Linked DNA regions of Gossypium hirsutum: region 1 is linked to region 2. Evidence: chromatin contacts called from public Hi-C data. All regions are on one chromosome and are shown on one strand. The core of a region is the stretch at or near the end of the contact, and the rest is flanking DNA. Distances in the headings are between cores, read along the strand shown. Region 1 holds the start of LOC107935080 (auxilin-like protein 1). Region 2 holds the start of LOC107935092 (ribosomal RNA small subunit methyltransferase I).

What was found. A called contact is a pair of places that touch in the nucleus more often than the background predicts.
Region 1: a contact with region 2 is called in a Hi-C map of leaf, with 1.7 times the contacts expected there. The contact joins the promoter of LOC107935080 here to the promoter of LOC107935092 in region 2. A contact is called at or near these places in 2 of 34 Hi-C or Micro-C datasets (callus and leaf).

Annotation. Positions count from the first base shown.
Region 1 is chrD06:682,447-686,478 of Gossypium_hirsutum_v2.1, forward strand. LOC107935080 (auxilin-like protein 1) reads right to left here and starts at 1,660. Exons shown (of 8, transcript XM_016867634.2): 1 at 1,182-1,660; 2 at 1-877. The coding sequence starts at 1,507.
Region 2 is chrD06:477,326-481,081 of Gossypium_hirsutum_v2.1, forward strand. LOC107935092 (ribosomal RNA small subunit methyltransferase I) reads right to left here and starts at 1,338. Exons shown (of 11, transcript XR_001694136.2): 1 at 1,081-1,338; 2 at 922-989; 3 at 46-142. LOC107935058 (BEL1-like homeodomain protein 11) reads right to left here. Exons shown (of 4, transcript XM_016867603.2): 3 at 2,889-2,949; 4 at 2,176-2,800. The coding sequence ends at 2,681.

The sequences.
Region 1 (4,032 bases), core at 410-2,909, 210 kb after region 2:
TTGCATTTTTACTCCATCAGAAGTTTGCTGAGAAGCTACTATCTTTTCACTAGTCTCCTGAGCTTTATCTTCCCTGAAATTACTTTGTTTGACAGTATCTTTACTCTTCTTTCTCTCCTCACTAGTCGAACTACCATTAGATCGGGGTTTGACCCGTCCCATATAACCTTTTCTTCTTTCCATTATTTCTTTTGCAACTTTTAACCTAGCTTGAGCCTCCTCTATTGCTTTCTTCACTGCTGCAGCAGAAGTAGCTGCAACTGAATTCACATCCAATTCATCATCAAAGTAAGGGGGAGAAGAAACACCCATATCACAATCCAAAGATTGACTCCTCGGAACCCCAAACTTCAAAGAATCACGATTATTAACACCATTGTTATATGACATGCTTGAAGCTCGCTTCACTTTTGAAGGAGGTGTTCCACGGCCAAAATCATAGGTCCCAAATAGAACATCGTTACAATCAGACCCATTACTTTTAGGCTCGCTATGGAACTGATCCACACCTTTCAAAGTCTCCTTACCAACACCACAAGCTTGAACATCAGACGCTGGTTTCTCACAATGTACACCATCATCCCCTTTCCCCCCACCTAACTTTTCAGTGCCATAAGGCTCATTTACAGCAGAAGAAACCGGGTCCTCCCTCGGCGGAGCTATGTTTTCATCAACAACACAAGTGAAACCAGGAACAGCTACATGTATTGTTCCATTCGTCCCATTTTTGCTTCCGAGGCTACTTTTATTATACGACATTTTGAACTGCTTCACACCATTACTTGATCCATGGGAAGCCTCATCGTTTGACACAACTCGATTACTTGAAGGATACGAAAACGACCCTTCCGAATGCGATTTCGTCTTAGCTGGTCTCCTACAAAATTAATCTAATTTATGCTAGATCTTTCCTCATATAAATAAAGAAAAAAAATCACAATATTTAACGTGTTAAATTTAGTGCTACCACTTTCTAATGAATTTAGCATTCAACATTAAATGCAAAGATCAAAGGTTCAACACAACTATTCTCAAACCAAACAAGCTCTTAAAGATCAAGGTTTTACCTATACATGAAAACACAAACATATTTCAACATCCAAACACTCCCTAACACCATATTTACATATTTTAGTAACTAAATAGAAGATCAAAAAGAAAAATAAATAAAATGAACTTACTTTTTATCTCTAGTTGGTTTAGCGACGAATTCTTCATGAGAAACAGCAAAATCCACATCCCCAAAACCACCAAAAATGTTGGAATAATCAAGCTTCGAGCTAGAAACCTCGACGGAGAACTTCCTCTGGTTCAGTTCAGGGACATCGAGGAACGGAATCGAAGAACCGGAACCACCGCCGAATATCTCGGCGTAATCTTCAACGGCCGATCCAACTTTGGTTTGACCACCGAAAACGCCGTCGTACAAGCTTTTACCATTGAAACTATGGCCGTTACTAAGTTTCTTACTGAAAGATGTAGCAGCCGAAGCTCTTTGGTACTCCATTGAAATAACAAAAATAAAAATAAAAAAGAGATATTTAGGGTTTGTTTTTCAGAGGATTTTTTTCCCTCTGTTTCACTGCAGTGTACAAGACACGAAGAGAAGAAGAAGACTCTGTGAGGATACGAGAAAATGAAAAATAAAAATTATTTGAAACGAGAAATTGAACAGAAAAAATAATATATTAGTAAATGTGGGGTATATTTGTCAGTGTACGGTGAAGGTTAAAATTTGTCATAACTCCCTGTATTTTTTGAAAATTAAGAATTTAGTCCTTATACTTTTATTTCCAAGAATTTAATCTTTTTACTTTTCAGATTTTTAAAATCAGGTCCAACCGTTAAATTTTTTCGTTAATAGCACCAGGAAACCCCAAACTATTACTTTCATTTTAAATTGGTCCTAAACTCCAAAACGTTCTAATTACAGAGGCAAACGGGCTGGCTCGGATTGGGCTTTCTTCATATTTAGATTTTTTTTAGGTCCAAATTAGCTTGGACTCTGATTTTTTGGGCTCGAAATTTTTCAAACTACGATGTTCTCAAGCTCAAGCTCTTTCAAACTTAGAATTTTTTGGGCTCAATTTTTTCAAATTCGAGCTTAGATTCGAGCCAGCAAACTTTGATGGGTTTAAATAATTTTGAATTTTTGTAAGTTATAATTTTTTTAATTTTTTAATGTAATAATTCATTTTACTTTTATAAGATAAGAACACAGTTTCGATTTTCTCTGATTCTTATGGACTTGGGCTTTGTCAGGCTCAGGCTTGGATTTTTCTTGAGTTTGAATCTATTGCAAGCTTGAGCTTTCTCAAACTTAAATTGTTATGGGCTCAAATCAGCATAGGTAAGCTTTCGGGCTCGAGCCTATTTGCCAGCTTTAGTTTTAATTACATATCTAAACTATTAATGTTATGTCAATTAGGTCCTTTCGTTATTAAAATTGTTAATTTAACCATTAAATTAGACATCAAATATTACATAGCTAAATTTAAAATAAAAAATTTAAAGAAATAAAACTTTGTCGCATAACTTTTAAAAGTACAAAAACTAAAATTAAAGTAAAACTGGAAAAAAAAAGCGAAAAATACAAATTTTGGAAACCTTAAAACTAATATTTTTAAAATATCTATTTTTATAATATTCATTTTTTAAAATTTCATTTTAAACTATGTTACATAATATTTGGCATGTCATTTATCATTTAAATTAATGATTTTAGTAACAAAAGTACCTAATTGATATAACCTCAATAATTTAGGGATGTAAATAAAATGATTTGAAGTTTAGGGACTAATTTAGAATGAGGGTCATAGCTTTGGGGATAATTGGTACAATTAACTCTAATTTTTTTCTGCAACATTTTAAAATAAAAAAGTTACTTGATAATAATAATGTAATTAAAAAATAGTATCATAATTACCATTAATTTAAAAATGATAATAGTGTTAACAGTTGGACCCAATGTTGTTTGAACTGAACTGCACCAGTTGATTAGATTGGTTGGACACAAAATTGATCGAGGTATCAATCTGAAGGACATTAAATTAGTTAACTTGAGAATTGATACAAACTTGTTAAAACGGGCAATAAACTTGTTTTAATAATTTATTTAATTGAACCAATTAGACCCATCGAGTATCGATCCAAATAAGGATATTGAATCGATTGACTTAAGAATCGGTACAAACAAGTAAAACCAAGCAGTTGAACCAAAATTTTAACATTTTTACTTTTATGATTTTTTTAATTGAATCAATTAGATCAATTGGACCGATAAATCGGTAGCCGGACCAGTTCGCTTCTGAAAATTTGATTGGATCTAAAATTAGAAATCTAAAAAGTAAAAAAGATTAAATCTTTGAAAATAAAAATATAAGAACTAAATTCTAAATTTTTGAAGAATAGAGAGAGTTATCGGATATTTCAACTGTAAATTAAATTTAAGAAATTATTAAATAAAAAATAAAAAGGAAAAAAAAAGGGGCGAATGGAGGGAAAGATGAAAAGGAAGTGACCGGGAAAAGCCGGTGGAGAAAGGGGGTAATTGGGGGATCACATTTCTCGATGATCAAGTGAGCAGCTTTTCTTTTTAATAAGTTGTCGTTTTACGAGAACTAGAATGTCGTCTTTCCAGGCTCCAACCTGTCACCAACCAACCATTCCACGCCGACGCCGTGGTCAATGAAAGGGTAGTTTGAGGTCACGTTATTGCTCCTATTTTTTCTTTTTTCTTCAAATATTTGCATTTAATATTCTCTCCAGTTTTTTAATTTCATCGATAATGTTTCAAATAATTTTTTATTTAGTTGTATTTTTATATATGGTTTTTTATCATTCTTTTATCTTTTATTTTCGGATTTTGTTTTGAGAGTGGTTGAAGGCTTAAGTTGTTAAGGTTTTTAAAACCAAATAGGTAATCGAATTAATTAGACTATCAATTTTTGATTTATTGGTTTTGTTTTTGATTGAATAAATTATTAAAATTTATAAATAAATATAAGAAAATTGATTTAAATGGTTCAATCG
Region 2 (3,756 bases), core at 88-2,587:
AGGTACCAAACTGATCAAGGAAAAAATTGGCTCGATCTCACTTACAAGAGGTGTTTTGATGTTGTAATAGTGAAGTAACTTCCCAGAATGCCGCGTGTCCTCCGATAGTATGACATCAGCTGATTTCAACACCCGTAGAGCACTGCATTGATGAAATCACCAATAACATGATAGTTATAGGCCAATCGATTTGATGGGTCAAGTTGATTTTGGATGGATCAATCTGGCTCAGATTGATTGGAGTTTTAAAATTTTTAAGTCTTTGTATCAATTTTAAGTTTGAGCCATTTTAGATTATGGCCGGTTCAAATTTTTGGTTCAGATAACAACAACTTCGAATCATTTTAAGTTTTGCTCAGTTCAAGCTCTAGTATTTTTGAGTTACTTGTTCAAATCATTTGACTTTGTGTTAGACAGGTTCGGGTTTGAGTTCGGATTGATTGGCTCCGGTCTTTGATTTCAAGTTAGAGATTGTACTTGAGCTGAGCTGATCCCAAATACTAGGGAGCTTGACTAGAAATTCGGAGCTCTATTCTCGGCTCAAGCTTGATCGAACATTTATTTTTAAGCTTGAGTTCAGCTCAAGATATAATCGAGCTGTCTCGAGCCCGGTTAAGCTCATTTACTAATTTTTATATTCAAGAAGCTCGTACATATTCAACCTCAAGCTTGGCTCAATAATTAAGCTCAATAACTCGCAAACAGTTCGAGTGAAGTATTACTAAGTTTGAATTCGGCTGTATTGATAGCTCAAACTTGAGCTCAGCTCGATAATTATCTAATCAGGTTTAAGATTTTTTTAGTCAAACTCGAGCTTGCAAGCACAATGTATCTCATTTACGCCCCTACATCAGGTCAAGATTCACAGGTATATACATATATATATAATAAAAATAAACTAAAAGAATAGAAATAAATTACCGTAAAGTTATATCTTCAAGGTTTCCAATAGGTGTTCCGACGAGATACAGTCCAGGTTTGAGAGGTCCCTATAAGAAACCAAAACTGAATTAAACATCAATCCAAATAAATTTTAAAAGAAATATTAAAATAATAAGTGAAAAGGAGTGGAATTTTTACGCGTTTGGAGGACTGATCTGTGATTAAGTCGGTAAATTCCGGTGATATTTCGGAGGTCGAGCAAAAGGAACGGAAGCTAAGTGTAGGGTAAAAGGAGATTGAATTGAAGGATTGAAGGCGTCGCTGAGAAGATAACAAGTAAGAAGTGGAACGCCGGGATAGAGCGGCGGTTGCGAGGGAAACAGCGGTGGAAGGCAGTCGTCGGAGCAGCATTATCACTTAACTGAGTAGGGAGTACAAGGATTTATCCCTCCGAGAATTTTGAGTTTAACGAATGCCCATTCAAGTAATAGTTTGCATTTGAATACTAGGCCTAAAAGCCCAACATGGCCCTTCAACAAGCCCATTTGTTCTACTTTTGTAATTTTTTTACACATAATAATAAATTTAACCCTTAACTTTTACATTTTTATCAATTTGATCATTATTCCTTTTTTAGCTACATTTGACTATTAACCTCTCAAAAGTAGTTAATTTGTTTTTTCTTTTAACAAAAATTTTGACTAAAACATTAATTTTTTAGTGGCGGTGTGACAACTCTCATAACAGTCCACGTGTACTTCATACTAACATGGCATTATTTGTCTTATATGTCATAGTCAACAAATAATTTAAAATTTATAAAAGTATTAAAAAAAGAAAAACAAATTAAAATTTTAAAACATTAAAATAGAAGCATGAAGTATACTTGGATTGTCATGCAGGTTACAATGTTTAAAAAATTAACATTTTTGTCAATATTTCTGTTAAAAAAAAAACAACCCGATTTTTTTAAAGGTTGATGGCCAAATTTAATTCTTTTTAAAAGGTCGGGGTCAAATTTAGCTTAAAAAAAGAATAAGGTTCAAATTGACAAAAATTGTAAATGTTAATGGATTTATTTATCATTATGCTTTTTTTTTATGAAAACTGAATTCCCAAATATGTTTTGAATCTGAAATTATATTGAATTCGAGTATTACTATTTTAATCATTATTATTTATACATATAATAAACCCTTAATTGAGTTCTCACAAGTCAACCAAGTATTATTTAAGTTATATTATTACACTAATAGTGTCGTAAGCTAGTACTTAATTAAATTATTCGTTAGATATTTGAATTCGTTAAATATTTGGATTTAGTTAAGTACACAAAGTTGGGAGTGCATTGATTTGTGTACTTACAAAACTTAAAGAAAATATGTTAGTACAAGATGTGTAATAATTAAAGCTCACTTGCATACAAGAGGACTCAAACACCAACCTAAGGCCTAGAAGACACTTAACTCAAATGGTATCACAATTGCAGGTAAGTGGCTTATACGTTCTATACTAACATCTCTCCTTTAGACCTTGAGTCTTGTAAGTCTACCAACTGAGATGCTTCAACTCTGTGAATCAGGCCCACTAGACAGCTGCTCATGGAACATTGACTCTCGGCACAGTAAGGAGACAAAACCCCCCATCAAGGAATAATACTTTCGATTGTTTAGGGATTGGCTGAATACCCGACACATGACACTTCAAAAATTCTCTCGAAAGAGTCGATTCCTCAACAAAAACCAAGTCTTAAATCATATCATGAGAAAGATCAGAATTTTTTTTCCCACTGCTTGAATCAACCCTCAATAAGATCATGAGAGACGTGTTGTGGAGAATCTGCAAACTCCTCTTTGTATATTTCTTCAATCATTGGTTTCCATAGCCGAACTCGAGCATTTATAAACCAATTCGATACCTGAAATTAACAACAACATCAATTGAAGCTTAAACAAATTGATAAATTTGTGGGTAAAGTTTAAATAAGATTATAAAAGAATTAATACTTGGTTCTTGGTCAACCCTGTTTGTGATGACAACATTAGCTTCACAGAGTCTGTTGGATACCTGTTAAAACACCAAACAACAAAATTGGTTTAGGTAATGATTAATCTTGATCAAGTTATTTGAGGTTTAGGATATTTTCAGGTTATTTTGGAGTTTGAGGCTTGAACTTTTCGATAGTTTCATTACGGGTTTGGATTAATTTTGATTATTTATTCGAGTCATTTTGATTCAGGTTAAATCAAGTTCAGATCGATTTGGGTTGAACAGTTTAGATTGTTTTATGGTCAGTCTAATTATACTTTCAAGGTTATAATTTATAAGTTCCGTCAAAAAAGTAATTTTATTATATTAATTTATAAATTTATATTTTTTTAATGAATTCAGTAAGCATTTTTTACCATTTGAAAGGCCTAAATCACCATGGACAAAACCAGAAATTTTGTCAATGGGGAGCCAAGATAAAACTTTAAAACATGGTGGTCAGTTCTGCACCAGTTTCAACCATTCCGGACGGTGAGCATCGTTCTAGTGCTAAAACAAAACATCAAAAAGATCCTTTTCACACCAGTGAAAACATTAAATGACTATTTTGTATAATTGATAAATATTTTATATTTAATATTTTTAAATATTAAAATATACCTATACTAAATATTTTTTAAAAAATTATAAATCCGAAACAGTACGCCAGAACATACTGATACCTATATATATATATATATCAATTCTAGTAGAAAAACGGTACGTCCACTAGTGTGGTACTAACTACCCTGCTTTAAAATTTTGAGGGGCCAACGATAAAAATTTTATTCTAAAAAAGATTAAATTATATTTTTTATTTTTAGAAAGGGCTAAAATTATAATTTT